Regions from separate parts of the Mus musculus genome. Here region 1 is linked to region 2. Evidence: chromatin contacts called from public promoter capture Hi-C data. All regions are on one chromosome and are shown on one strand. Each heading gives the region's core, a stretch centred on a gene start, on an enhancer-like site or on the middle of the called end of the contact. The rest is flanking DNA. Distances are from core to core; before and after follow the strand shown.

The links. Promoter capture Hi-C pulls out the DNA fragments that hold promoters and counts their contacts.
Region 1: a promoter capture Hi-C map of the HPC-7 cell line shows a contact between it and region 2. The contact joins the promoter of Ybx3 here to the enhancer-like site in region 2. A contact is called at or near these places in 6 of 39 promoter capture datasets (the HPC-7 cell line, cranial neural crest, maxillary cranial neural crest and 3 more) and 1 of 115 datasets of contacts at active chromatin or transcription factors (large pre-B cells).

The regions. Positions count from the first base shown.
Region 1 is chr6:131,385,644-131,390,244 of GRCm38.p6, forward strand. It overlaps Ybx3 (Y box protein 3), which reads right to left and starts at 2,807. Exons shown (of 10, transcript NM_139117.2): 1 at 2,375-2,807. The coding sequence starts at 2,612.
Region 2 is chr6:130,402,110-130,406,905 of GRCm38.p6, forward strand. It overlaps the pseudogene Gm6584. Among named protein-coding and RNA genes, the nearest start is that of Klra1, 18 kb to the left of the region's middle. Within about 2 kb of position 2,987, at least 7 of the 459 cell types and tissues checked have an H3K27ac peak or open chromatin away from gene starts, as enhancers often do. A contact at or near this core is called in the HPC-7 cell line, where this site is marked.

The DNA.
Region 1 (4,601 bases), core at 1,557-4,056, 980 kb after region 2:
CTCAGTGAAATCCAAAACCTGGCAGGACTACACTTAGAAGGGAAAAGCTAAGGAATGGACAAGCCAGGTCTACTACCTCTGAGTGAGAAGACACTGTGGTTCTGAGTGGCGCAAGGATGGGCTTGCACCAACCTCTTAGCTTTCCTTGATGAGCTCCTAAGCCTTAAAGCCAATCTAATGTGAGCTGCAGAGCAAATGAGAAAAAAAAAAAAAAAAAAAAAACTGATGTTTCAGATGTCAACACAGGGAAGTCCGGTTTGGATAAACGGTATGGCCTCTACATCAGGATTTACATGAGAGGATTTTGTTTCTTTCAAAAACTCTGGATATACACAAATAAATAAAGATACACACATGGAGGCTCTGGAAGAAACTGATACAAAAAAACCACTAAGCCCAATGTGGTGGTGCACACCTGTAATGGTGGTGCACACCTGTAATCCTGCCCCTTGGGAGATAGAGGCAGGATGACAAAGAGTTAAAGGTTATCCTCTGCTACAAGGTGAGTGAGGCCAAGGCCAGTTTGGGCTACTTCATGTGACCAATCTCAAAAATAAATAAATAAATAAATAAGTAAAAGTGCAAAACCAAAACAGATACACAAAGAAAAGAGGGGAAGTCAATGATAACAGCAGAAGGGGGAAGATGGGCAAGATTCTCAAGTCTGTTTTCACACAGTTGATGGTGTTTCTTTCCTTCTCAAAGTTATTTTTAAAAATACTAACTGTACAAATATCTATGATCAGACAAATTCATTCACACTTTTAATACTATATTCAAGTACACAAGAAGGTGTTGGTTGGTAAAATACGCCTACCCAGATCTTTTTACTTGAATAAACTTGTTTTCCCTAAAGGACTACACGGTATAAACCAAAGTTAAGGCCCCTTTGCAAAGACCAGAATGAGAGCGTCCAAGATATCCATTTCAGTCAGTCCTGAGTCCAGAACATTTTGGATATCCGTGTGTCGGCCTGGCACAGGAGATGGCAGACCACATCGGACAAAGACAAACAGTGCTCAAAGTGTCAGGTGGAGGCTTGCCCTTCATTTTCTGAGTCTGGACTTTTTGAGGTGGCAGGATGAAAGACATCAGACTCATCACCAGGTATCTGGCAGAAACAGAACTAAACTGCTGGGGATTGCGGAAATTAACCTTCCTTTATCGCCCTACCACCACCACCCACCTCCCACCCCCAATCTCCAAAGATATTATCTACTTTTCTTATCTCAAAAGTGCAAGGATCAAGTAAAAACCTGTAGGATTCCATCTGCCCTTAGTAAGGTATCATTAAGAACCTGCTTCGGCTAGCAACACAGGGTTCTATCTTTCATTTTGTGTGGAAATGGTCCAAGGAGCATCTTGGTAGAAAGTGCCACAATGTAACACCCACAAGACCTTTAAGGAACTTTTTAGTGAGAGTGGGGAAAAAAAAAATTGGCAGGAACCAAGTTTTTAAAGCCTTGGGAAAACAAGAACCAGAGAACTGTCAGGGGTGGGGAACACCGAATGGTGTTCTATTTCTTCCACAATTATTCCTTCAGCTTTCTCGCTAGAATGGGGAGGAAGCTCAGAGAGCAGGCGAGCCCAATCGGCCCCACCCAGAAACAGTGAACATTTCTGAAGCATCCTACACCATCTGTTAACTTTCCTGTTTCGGATAGCAAACCACATGCGCACGCACACACCCTCCGGGGAGCTTATCCACCACCCACCTGCTAGGCAAGCTTGTGGAAGGCCTCACACCGGGCGTTCCTTAAGGAAGATGAGGACACCCAAATGTGCGACAAAATACAACAGCCACAGTTATAAAACCTCTGCCCCGCGCCCCGCGAAATCTCCAGTCCCCACCTTCCCTTTCCCTCCAGTAACAAGTCGTAAGTGTTTTGGACACTCGTCCTACTCCACTTCCGACTAAGTTTTCCCGGCCGTCACACCACGTGTGTTCCCACGGTGCGGGAGAGGGGATGGTGCAGCAATTGGAAGGTACTGGAGGCTCTTTGCATCTGTGGGCACAGTAAGGGGAGGCGAGTGCCCGCCCCAAGTTTCCCGGGGCGTTGCAACATCCCTGTGCCGGCATGTGGCCCGCAGGAGCATGGCGGCTGTCCCAAGCCCACGAGGGAAGGGTGTCAGAGACAGACACCTGACCCTCCCAGGCCTAGGGGGTAAAAAAAAAAAATACACCACACAATAAAATCTTCCCAAGTCACCCCTCTCGTGCCTTCCTAGTGTCCCCTCCTCCCCACCGAGGAAACGTGCTGCTTTCCCGACCCACAGCCAAGACTCCCCAGAGCTGGCCCACGTGTCCCAGCCCGCCCTGCATCCACGTCCATCCTCGCCCGCCGTCTCTCCCGGGCTGCAGGCAGGGACTCACCGAGAACTTTCTTCTCCGCGTCCTCGCCGCCCGCGGGGGCTGATGAGGCCGGGGCGGGCCCGGGGGCTGCGTCTCCGCCGGGGCTCCCCGCGAGCAGCGCGGCGGGCGCCGGGGCCTGGGGCGCGCCGCTGGCCGCCGGGCTCTTAGGCGCGGGGTCCGGGGGCGCCGCGGCGGGCGCGTCGGCCGCGGCCTGCGGGAGCGTGGTGCCGCCGGTGGTGGCCTCGCCCGCCTCGCTCATGCCGCCTCTCCGCTCTCTCCGGGCACCTCGGTGGCGGTTGGCGGCGGTTAGCGCGGTGGCAGTCGCGGCGTCCGGCTCGCTCTCGGGGAGGCCGGTGCGGATCGCGCGGCGCGGCGGCGGGCGGCGGCTCGAGGGCTGGGGACGCGCGCGCTCGCGGTCTCGCTGGATCTCCCGGCCCCGAAGATGGCCCCGCGCAAGTGCTCGCGGGCGGCGGGCGGGCAGGCGGACGCGGGGCGGGGAGAGAGAGGGTGGGGAAAGCCGCCGTAGCTGCTTATTAGCATTTAAAGGCGCCCGCGCTACTCGGCAAGGCTCCCGGAGCTGGTTAGTCCGGGGATGCGGGCACCCGGGCGAGGTCGCCGCGGAGCAGAGGAGACATACCCTCCCCAAGACGTCTTTCACCTGAGCCTGCTTCCTGAGAGGTGGAGTGGGCCCACAGCGCCTTAATAAAACAAAAACAAAAACAAAAAAAAAAACCTCCTTTACATTTGCACATCCAGCAGATACCAGAAAGTATTCTGGGCGCTGAGATAGGAACTAGAGTAACCTGGGAGCTGTGGTTAGCCCGCTCCAGTATTCCTAGTACACAAGAGGCTGAGGCTGGAATGTCATTGAGAGTAGCCTAGCTTGGGCTACTGAGGCTGTCTTTCAACTATCCCTCCTTCCAAGTAGTAACACACACACACACACAAAAAAAAAAAACAGACAAGGGGTTGGAGATGTAGCTTAGAGGATCCAGTGCTCGCATGGGTCAGTTCAAGGTCATCATGAGCAAAAGAAGTTTGAAGGCTGCAAGAGATTCTCTCCAAACAGCCATGTGCGTGCGCCGGAATACCGCCCCTACTCCCCAACAAAACAAAACAATTACTCTTATAAAATCAAAAGGCCTCGTTTAGCGACTCCACAAGTGAGAAAATTAAAATCTAGATCTTCCAGAATGACTGCAAATGCAGGGTTTACACCTGTCAGAGGCAACAGATAATAAGCTGTTAATATGTATTTAATAACCTACGTTGAAAGAGTGGAATAAATCCACATGATACCTTTTGCTCGAGTTGGCTATAATTAGCACTAAACTGGGGAAAGCTTGAGCAACTCAGAGTAAGGCCTGCAAGATGCCTCAGCAGGTAAAGGCTTGCCTCCAAACCTGACCACCTGAGTTTCTTCCCTGGACCTACCAGATGGAAGAAGATAATCAACTCCAAGTTGTCCTGACCTCCATACATGTGCCGTGGCAGCAGCATGCGGTCCCACCACCCCCATAAATGTAAAACCAAAAAACAAACAAACGAAAAATGTATGTTTGAGACAGGTTTCTCTGTGTTAGCCCTGGCTGTCTTTGAACCCGGCTCTGCAGGCCATACTAACCTCTGAGAGATCCTCCTGCATCTCTGCCCTCCTCTCCTCCTGGGGCTGAGATTAGATTAAAGTTGTGTGCTGCTCTGCCAAGCTTAAGAACATTTTTAAGGACAAGGGAACAAGAGTCCTCCTGGTCGCTAGGATGAGACCTACAACATGCAGATGACCTCTAAACACTCCCAGCAGAGGAGTCCACATTACCCTTTACAGAGTGAAGCTTAACACTTGACCAAAGAACTGAGACCTGTACCAAAGACTATCTGGAATATAGGGCCATTTTGCCCCTGCAGCTCAAAATAGTGTCCCAAAGGGGCTGTGAAAAGAGGCTAAGTTATACATGTTTTCAGTGTCTGGTCCAATGAAAGTGTTCTTTTAAAATCCCCTCTTTCCCCACATATTTACCCTCCTTTCACCCGCTACCCCCTGGAAATTGTTGATCAAGTTACCATCTGCCATCAAGATGGTAGTTCTCATGTGCAACTCAAGTTTTGGCATTTCCACTGGTTAACACAATCCCAAGCCTACAATGTGCACACAGTAAATGTTTGCAAAATGAAAACAACACAGACCAGATTATTCCACAGCCATGTACTTACCAATGAAGTTGTTATCAGTGTAGTGCATCCATGACAC
Region 2 (4,796 bases), core at 1,737-4,236:
CAGAAAGCTGCTCCCCCAGATTGCCAAACTCAACGGCTCTTGACTAGACCCCATCACCTTGGGGGACTTCACCTCCTGGATCACCAATGCCTTCTCATTTTTTAAGGAATGGGAAGGAATGTTGGTCTGGGGGGCAGTGGTCCTCCTGGGTTGTGTCTTTTGTATCTGGCTATTGTGTCGACTCAAACGAGAGCACGCTCAGCATAAGGCAGTGGTGTACCAAGCATTGATGGTGATTGAAGATGGCACAACTCCCAAAGTTTGGCTGGCCTCTTTAAAAAATTAAGAGTTCACCCTAGGTCGTCTGGCAGTTGTAGTCACACAGATCCACAGGATCCAGTGACAGGCAACTTTCCTTATGCACAGACCAACCTAAGACATGGGGCATGGAGGCTATAGGGTAACCCTATGACGGGTAAGGCTGTGACATGAAAGTATCGACCTAAGACAGGAGCCGTGGCCTATGGACAGACTTGCCCAGACCTAGTCCAGCATCATATTATTAAACAAAAAAGGGGGAGATGTAGGCAGCCAACGCCTAAAAGATAGTGCTGGTTTCTGGTGCACCGTGGCCATAAACAACCTTACTGCGCCTGCGCTAGTCACCACTTGGCACCAACCCCTCCCAAGTGGGTGCATGCTAATGAAGTGTCGACAGGCCGACCAATCCCAGGGGGACACATAGCCCTCCCCAGTCCTGGGGTGTATATAAGCAGTCCTCCCTGGGTTCCCGGGGTGCCCGTAGCAGCATCGAGGCATTCCTGCAATAAAGGCTATTGAGAAGAATCTGACCATGTTGCGTCTTGCTTGCTGGCCGAGGTGGGTGCAATACACAGTGTATTTCAACTTTGCTGCCTACAACAGAGAAGGTAAATGGTTAAATTTATTTTCAGCTATTCTATTACCAGAATAATGTATTTATTAAGCCTGTGTAAAAGACAAAAACAAAAGTTTCACAGATCTCAGAAATTGAGATTCTATAATGCCCAGAGCCCCCTGCATACTCATAATCTATGCAACATTGTTTGTAACAGTCAAGATAAAAAACAAAACAAAAACCAAAATATTTCATGTGCCAATCACTGATGAATCAGGAGAGAAAATGTAACACATACACACAAAAGAATACTTAAAGGGAAATGAATCAGCCCAGCATGATGACTTATGCCTTTAACCTGAGCACTCCAAATAAGGAGACAGGACAGTAGTGTCACCACCAGTGTAAGGATATCCTAGGCTAAGTGGTGAATTCCAGTCTAGCCTTGGGTATACAGTGAGTTCCAAGTCACCCTGGACTAGAGAATGACATCATGTGTCACAGTAAAACCCAAAGAGCGATGCTGACCTTTGTGATGGACTTGGATGAACTTGAGGATGGTGTGCAAAGTGAAAAACACCAGGTTTAGGAACATCTTTGTGATTCCAGGCAGATCAGATTTCTAAAACAGCCCAACTCTATGAAGCAGAAACTTGTAAGATACCAGGAGCTAGACAAGAGACAATGAGTACTTGCTACTCAAGGCAGCTAAACTGATGGAAGAATTCTAGATCTGAAGTAATGCATTATAGGTACACTGGTCCACGTACTTTTGTGCACTTACCAATGTTTCATTATCTGTATTACATGTTCTTCTTACCTTATGAGAAATAAGAGTTATATAAAGGAGGTTTTGTTGTTCATAGCCTGTGCTCCTGATTATGTTGATGCCTTCAATTGTATGCCCACCTTCAAAGATTTTTCAAGTTGAATATATTAAACTGTGTGCAGTTTTTGTAGCAAGATCAGCTCAATATGAATATTGTGTTTAGTGAGGGGCTGGTAATAGTCATGCTCTATTAACAAACTTTATCTCCAAACTTCATTTTTCTGGGAAGAGGTATATTTGTGTAGCTCATGGTGGCCTGGAATTTGCTGCAATGTACAGATTGTCCTGAAAGTTATAATCCTTCTCCCTCAGCCTCATAATCATAGGCATTACATCATTATGATTCCCTTTTCAGATAGTGAAGTTATTTTAAAGTAATGACAAAAGCATTTTTCATTTGTCTGGAATAGTTCAAAGATGTTTTTGGAACTTTTTTCCTATCACAAAATATATTATGTAAAAAATGTAAATATATTAATCCTGACATAATGACAATCATCACATTTTACTATCACAGAGGGGTAAGATTATATACATGATCTCTTTGTTATCTCCAAATTTGAAAAAAAAATAGTTAATGATGAATAATAAACTGTGTCAGTTAAAGATGACCAGTCAGGATGAAGGGTAAAAAAGGTTTCTGGAATACTTGGTCTTTTCATCTTTCTACCTTCATTCATCTGTCACTGACAATGCATGCACACCATGGTGTAGTTCCCATGTCTGCTCCAGGAAGGGTCACTTTGGTACAAACAGGCCAATTCTCTCAAAATAAGTCAGATTGAATGCAGGCACACACACACACACACACACACACACACACACACACACACACACACACAATTATTTTTGTAACTGCATCCATGTAGATGCTCTAAGTCCATTTTAGTATAAGTAGTTGATAAATACACTCTTACTAAAAAGTTTGGTACTCTGTCAGTAACAAAGTTGGAGACTAAGATTTTCCTATAGACCAAAACAATCAAAATTCTCAGGATTGCTGATTTGTAATTCCCTCCCCAGGGAGCAGTACAAATGCCAAACAGACACTGACTTCTATAAACTATAAGATTCTCCTAATCCAAACATGAATGTCTGGGTTTCCAAGCCTCTGCATGAAACAAGAAATCCCCAACAGATTAACCCAGAGATCACTAGCATCTTTAGCTTCCTGTTGGACTTCAAAGCTTCTAGGGAAGAAACAATAGATGATAATGTAATTCTGTGTTAATGATCCTCCCCTGCTCCTTATCTGTGTGCTGAGAGGAAGCTAAAACAGTCTTGGTTTTGCCATGCCATCTGTTTTGTTCTTTATTGAGCCTAGACCACACACTATAGACTTATTTCTCAGCAGTTCTTCCTTTAAGCTGATGTCACTTTGCATGATGCTGCAGTTATGGTGGCGGTTTAGAATTTCCTGCAGTTCATTTTTTTGTTGACTACACTGAAAAACTAAATTAGTCACAGACATAATATAAAAAATGCTCATAAGGAGTGCATATTAAAATTTAAGATTAGAAAAAAGCTTCATGTTGACAGCCAAAAAAATCCCTATTTTCTTTTTTCCCTTTTTCCTAGGAGAAAGGTTCCATTTCTTTATTTTGCCTTTCCCACTGGTCTTTTCTATGCCTTAAGAAGTTCATGCTTATTCATTTTATTTATTAAATGTAATAAGTCATTTTGTTACCTTAACTGTTTTAGGAGCACATTTATTGTCACCAGTTTGTATGAGGGAACATTAAGAAACAGTTTGATTCAGTCACTTACCAAGTAAAAAAATAAAAAATAATAAAATTAATTCTGTAACTTTGGTGATATTAAAAATATAAAGAATCAACATTTAAAAAATACCTTAGCCAAATTTCAAGTTATTTATATAAACAATTAAATACTATACCTCTGTATATAAGTGACACTCCAACTCCCTACCTAGGCATAAAGACTTTTTAAAAAAATTGTTCACTTTTTCTGTTATTGGATATTTTATTTATTTACATTTCAAATGTTTTCCCCTTTCTTGGTTTCCCTTCCAGAAACCTCCAATTCTATCCTTCCTGCCCCTGCTTCTATGAGGTTGCTCCCCCACCCACCCAACAACTGCTGCCTTTCTGACCTGGCCTTCCCCTACAAATCATTGTTTTCATTGCTACTTTAACATATATAAATTAGCACTTGAATTAATTCACTATAGAAACACATACTTAGACATCAATTTTTGTGTAAGATAAGTTGACTCTAACATAAAAAATACAACTGAATAAAATTATGTTAGAATTCCAATCACTTCATTTTTTTGAAGAACAAATTTTCAAATAACAGCCTAAGCAAAATATTGAGTTAATAGTTAACACACCATGAAAATATGAACTAAAATAACATTAAGAAATGGCACAATTCTTATTGGAACACAAGGAATGCAATGTATTCACATACATAGCTATGTTTTAGCACAGGCTAGAAGTGATTTCCTCTGCAACTGTGGAGGAATCCAATAAACTGTAACCTTTAATGTCTCTGTACAGATGAAGTCTTTTTACTCAAGCATGTCCTCAATATACATTGAAGAAATAGGAAATGAATGTCATCAATTCTTTGAATAGCTGTTTATCACAAAACATTCATGTAAGATTAACAATCACCTTAGATCAAAAAGCAGATTATAATGAAATTCTCAGAACACATCTCAATACTAATTACAAGTTGTGTAGCATCGAAACAAGGGGAGATTTTGCACAAGTCAGTGATACAAACTTACTGAAATTGGATGTCAAAATTTTAGATTTCTACTTAAAATGCACCCACAATACTAATCCTATATGTGTGAATTTTCACAAAATTTAGAACTTATTTCTGCCTTGGCCTTGTGAATTTTCCAGACTCAACCTAGGAGCTGGAAGACAGGAATGTGCCCTCACCAGTTGTACAGGAACAAAAGTGCATTCTAGAGAAGGCACTGGAGGCATAGTTACAATCCAAGTACAAGATACCAAACAGGAGCATGCAGTCCACCAAGAAAGATAACTGAGGACACAGAGGAAGAAAGAGGGATGGATGTTCTTGAGAACTGGTAGGGAACCACAGCTGCTCAGGAACAGATCTGTATACATCCTCATCCTTGAAAAGGCCTATAAATCCACTATCTTTTCCTCT